2 separate regions of the Scatophagus argus genome follow, and region 2 is linked to region 1. Evidence: chromatin contacts called from public Hi-C data. All regions are on one chromosome and are shown on one strand. Each heading gives the region's core, a stretch centred on a gene start, on an enhancer-like site or on the middle of the called end of the contact. The rest is flanking DNA. Distances are from core to core; before and after follow the strand shown. Region 1 holds the start of cdkn2aipnl (CDKN2AIP N-terminal-like protein). Region 2 holds the start of sec24a (protein transport protein Sec24A).

Region 1 (2,700 bases), core at 7-2,506:
AGTCAGATTTAAGTCAGTCCTGCTCTGCTCTGTTGTGGAGGGTGAATGCAGTGTTTCGTCACTTCTCGTCAATGTTCTCAGTATTCACTGAACCTGTCAGGTTACACGTTAAAGAAATTCCTGTCCGGATCTGCACAGGCGTTATTTCATCTCTGCATGTTGGTTGTTCCGACCTGCTGAGTCTTTCTTTAATTGTGCAGCTACGGTTCCTTAAGCTGCTGTGAAACAAAATTTCAGGTAGTTTGCGTCCAGACGTTCGATTTCGCCCAAACCATCAAGTCAGCTGCAGATGGAAACACAGGGTTACAAATTTACAATTCAGTCTGACTGGAAAAATTTCACAGATTTCATAAGATATTTTTTACAGATATAAAGGAAAGATTCTCTGTTTGCAAGCCTCATTTTTCTTTATGGTCATTTTAGTTCTGATGGTTTAGAATATAATGAAGTTTTTAACTGACTTTCTCCTCTTGATTATTTTTTGCATGCCGATGCAGTTTTTGTTCTGCTGTGAAATCTCGGCAGTAGGCTGGTCTGTCTGTCTGTCCGTCCGTCTGTCCGTCCATCCGATTTCATGTTGGCTTGCCTTCCTCTGGAACCCCTATGCATATGAATGACTTCATGTCAAAACAAGCCCCAAATCCCTCACACTGCCGTGAGTGTGTGTCCACGTGTGCGTATGTGTGTGTGCATGTCTGTGAGCCTGACCGACTGTCCTTAAGCCTCTTTACATAGACTGGAAGTTAAAAGTCCAGTATTCCTCTCTGATCATATTCCTGACAGGCTGGTCAAGTGCAGAGAGAGAGAGAGAGGAGATGTGACTCAGGACAGAAGAAGGCAGAAAAATGAGGGTAAGTGTGTGCTGCAGATATTTCACCACCACACTACATGCTTAGTGATTTTTTTTTTATCTTCTGGCAAACTGAGACCCCACAAAAAGACCAAGTTGGATCCAGAATAGAGGTGCAGTGCATAATGCTGGGACACTCATATATGGAACAGAGCCTTTGTTAAAAGCATTAATTTCACCTGACAAGTCAAATGTCTGCTGTGAAAAAGGTCTATTTTTTCTTCTTAACAGCTATGAAAGTCCCACTTTCAGCTAAAACTAATTTAGTCCAAGTGACCACCCCCAGCAACCATTAAGTACAGTAAGAGGCCTCTGTGCAGAGACCATTTTAAGACGGTCGTAGCGCTCATCTCCACCGCTAAGTGGCGCTGCTCGAAACACGCTTATCTCAAAATCAACTTCCGAGAACCGCTTGGCCAACCGGAAGTTGCCTTTGTTGACTCTGCTGGAGAAAAGTAAGATGTCTAACCTGGACGTGCAGGATTTTATACAACAAAACAGAGCTCTGGCCGACCAGGTAGAAACCTTTAGAGGTTACTGGGAGAGTGAAAAACACTGGCAGGCCAGGAGGGAGTTCATCCTGCGGAACATAAACGACTTCTCGGTCCAGCAGCTGGACCACCTGCTCTCCTTGTCCATGGTCTGGGCTAACAACGTCTTCCTCGGCTGTCGGTGCGTGTTTTACATGATCGTCACAGTTTAGCACGATGTGTCCTTTTCAGAAATGTATTTATATTTATGTTTTTTCCTGAGACGGAGGAGATAATAAAACATATTCTCCGATTGTATTTCTGAAAAACCTCAACGTGCTTTGGTCCTGTTTGTTTTCGGTGCATAGTCTTCTTCGTCCCATTCTAAGCTGATGATGGGCTCACTGCTGCCCCCTGTGTTGTAAAACGACAAACACGTTTGCGATTGAAATTGCTTGTTTTTCTCAAATCACACGCTCCACAATAATTTAATGACTGCTCAAATTATAATCCATTAATCCTCAGTCTATCAAAAGTCTCACTAATGTGCATTCTCACTCGTTTCTCAGTACATTATGCCCTCTCAGGATCAGCATGAACCACGGGTGAATTAAGGATGCTGGATAACTGTGGTTCATTTCACTGACAGAACATTTGTCTCCACTGACGGCAGGTATAGCACAGAGCTCCTGGAGAAAGTGAAGGAAATGGCTGAAGGCATCGAGGTGGAGGACCCGCCAGTCTTCAAGACAAGAGATGAGATTGTTAAGAAGCAACAGGTACATCTGTGGACACACTCACTCTCTCTCTGTCTCTCTCATACACACACACACACACACACACAGGTATGTTGACAGAAGAAAAGGTTCATATTTTTCTCTCTCTTCCACCACAGGGTCGATGACCAGGTGTGTCAAAGCCATCTGGTTGTGTCGGATCAAGACAGAAGACCATTGAGACGCGGCTGCTGTGTACATGCAGACTGTGCTTGCCAGGAACCTGACCAAATTTCTCACGGTTTTGCAGTCTTGTATTGGTTATTATGGATGTGATCAGCGTAAACATCAAAAGCAGGAAGACTGTGTTTCTCAAACGTTCAGCTTTTTATTGTACAGAGGCAGCAAAAATGTTTTTTGCCCGTGTTGGAGCTTCACTGCTTATCCGTTTTTACTCGTATTTTAATTTTTTAAATTGTACCCATTGTTTTTAGTACTGTTTTATAAATAAATCCAGATGAAAGATGACATTGGATCGTGTCCCGTCCTGAAGCACAATAAAGGACATGTACTTTCCTGTCATGAGACTGCATTTTCTTTTTGTTTTTAAGACTGATGTAAAGACAAGGCAGTTCTGTGTTGATAAGCATCTTCTGAGTAAACA
Region 2 (2,700 bases), core at 158-2,657, 170 kb before region 1:
AGAGCTGACGATTGCTGGCATGACTTTCACCACCTTCGACCTTGGAGGCCACGCACAAGGCATGTTTGTATATGCTGATGTTTTTAACTGTATTTGGTCATTTTATATGTTAGAGAAGCTCCAGTACCTTTTTTTTTTTTACTGGCAAAGTGATCTGGAAATGAAATGCAAAATGTGTCTAACATTAGTTGACAGACTGGACAGCCTCTCATGTTTGTTTTTGTTTTGTGTGTTCATTCATGCAGCCCGTCGAGTGTGGAAAAACTACCTCCCTGCCATCAATGGCATTGTCTTCCTTGTGGATTGTGCAGACCATACCAGATTGAACGAATCAAAAGCAGAGCTTGATGTAAGTACCTGCTAGGTCACTGTCACATTGTAGAGCAGCATTCGGAACTCCTCTAAACTTGAAAAATACACATTTTTGGTCAAATGCTTGATTTCTGATGTTTATGGTATCAGCAATGTTGAGATAGAGGTAGCCTAGTTAGTGTACTCAAGAGAAATGCCAACCCAAGTAAGTTTTTCCATAGAGGTACCATATTTTCCGGACTATAAGCTGCTACTTTTTTCCCACGCCTTGAACTCTGCGGCCTGAACAACGATGCGGCTAATCTATAGATCTTTATGGCCTAACAGGCCCAGTGATGCGAAGAGGAGGACGCTAGTTTTAAGCGTAACCTTTAACGGTCATTTTGCGCGTCATGCACACACCCTCATCATGGAAAACACTCAAAGAAATGCATATGAATTTCCCTCGGGATCAATAAAGTATCTATCTATCTACATATATATGATGCAGCTTTTAAGTTAAAAGCAATCGAACTGGCTGTCCAAGAACGAAATAGAGCTGCTGCACGTAAGCTTAGTGTAAATGAATCAATGGTGAGACGTTGGAGACGGCAGCGTGAAGAACTGACGCAATGCAAAAGGTCGACAAACGCTTTCAGAGGTATCAAAAGCAGATGGCCCGAACTTGAAAACGTATGTCATGTTACAATGTGGACACCTGCGGCTTATAGTCAAGTGCGGCCTGTATATGTACAAATATTTTTTTCTTTTGAAATTTGGTGTGTTGGGCTTATACTCAGGTGCGTTCTATAGTCCGGAAAATATGGTAAATAAAATTGGGAGGAGAGGGTGAGTTGTTGCTGTATGCTCAGTTAAAAAAAATTTCCAAAGAGCAATGATTTAAAACCAGACAAACTGCAGCAGAAATACATTTCATGATGAATGCACATTTAGATGAATGAACATTTTCGTACATATCACAGAACACATTACTGCTTGAAAGTGCACAGATATTTTAAGTGAGTCTGTAGAAAATGTAGGAAATTGTGTGAATACCTGTCACATAGTTACACGTAGTCTTCTTTCCCAGGCATTAATGACAGATGAGACCATCGGAAATGTGCCTATCCTGATCCTGGGCAACAAGATTGACAGACAAGACGCCATCAGTGAGGAGAAGCTGAGGGAAATGTTTGGATTGTATGGACAGACAACAGGCAAGGTGAGTACATGAGAACAGCATGTAATTGTTGGAACAATACATACGACCAAATATCAATTTGGGGATTGTCTTCCAGGAGTTCCCTTCTGTACATGTTTACCTAGTTAAAAGAGTAACTTAACATTCAGTTTACAAATTCAAGAAATTCATTTAAATCTGGAGGTTGCTATTGATATCCTATAGCTCTAAACTCACCTGGAAAATTTCAGGAATTTTTATTTAGGTAAAGGAAATGAGGTGAATTTATATTTTTTCCTTATTTCATGTCAGGGCACCATTCCCATGAAGGAGCTGAACACAAGACCACTGGAGGTGTTCATGTGCAGTGTGTTGAAGAGGCAGGGTTATGGTGAGGGCTTCCGCTGGCTCTCCCAGTACATCGACTAAAGCAGCCAAGCCCCGACATCGCCACCATCGGGGGAGGGCGCTAAACGCAACCACTCAAGACGCCCACCTTTGCCACCAGTACCATCATACTCAGCCCCATGTTCGTTTAAACAAGTTCGCCTCCACCTTCAGAGAAACCAGTACGACTTGATCCCAATAGACTTTTATTGGTCGAACATTTGGTTCCGCACTTACAGAAACCATACCTGTTTGCGCGCACGCACACACACACAGACACGTTTCCATCTCTGTCTTTTTCCTCCTTCCCTTCCTGCCATCTGTTGAGTGTGATGATAGATGCATATAACTGTAAATCTGTATATGATTCCATTGGTATATCAATAATCCCCGATGCCTCTTTCCCCTCTTCAACTCATTTTGAGCAATGAGAAAGAGCAACATAGTTGTATACTTTGCAGTACACTTTTTTAACAGTAAAGACCTTCATTCCACATTGTATTTAATCAGTGCATTTTGGTTTGTCCTTTTTTTTTCTTTTACATTTCAGTAAATAAAATGTGTGGCCACGTATACAGCCCTCATTATAGACGCATGGCTGTTTCACCCATTTATTAAAATGGACCAGTTCATTTATCTTAGCGTATAAAACATTAAATCCATTTCTTTAGGTTACTTGGAAGCTAAAATACCTTTGTCGAGACATCTATCTTTTGGGCACAGTAGCATTGGAATGGATCCAATTAGTCTGTGGGCTCCCCTTTTTAAAGAGAAACATGGGGTGGTAGTATAGCAGATGGGAAAAGATTTTTTAATAGAAAATAATACTGGCTATAACCCAG

What was found. A called contact is a pair of places that touch in the nucleus more often than the background predicts.
Region 2: a Hi-C map of muscle shows a contact between it and region 1, with 3 times the contacts expected there. The contact joins the promoter of sec24a here to the promoter of cdkn2aipnl in region 1. A contact is called at or near these places in 2 of 2 Hi-C or Micro-C datasets (both in muscle).

The regions. Positions count from the first base shown.
Region 1 is chr14:17,577,538-17,580,237 of fScaArg1.pri, reverse strand. It overlaps cdkn2aipnl (CDKN2AIP N-terminal-like protein), which reads left to right and starts at 1,256. Exons shown (of 3, transcript XM_046410938.1): 1 at 1,256-1,522; 2 at 1,994-2,099; 3 at 2,216-2,618. The coding sequence starts at 1,311. The coding sequence ends at 2,224.
Region 2 is chr14:17,751,982-17,754,681 of fScaArg1.pri, reverse strand. sec24a (protein transport protein Sec24A) reads right to left here and starts at 1,407. Exons shown (of 24, transcript XM_046409941.1): 1 at 1,348-1,407. sar1b (GTP-binding protein SAR1b) reads left to right here. Exons shown (of 8, transcript XM_046409944.1): 5 at 1-59; 6 at 246-349; 7 at 1,382-1,513; 8 at 1,784-2,700. The coding sequence ends at 1,900.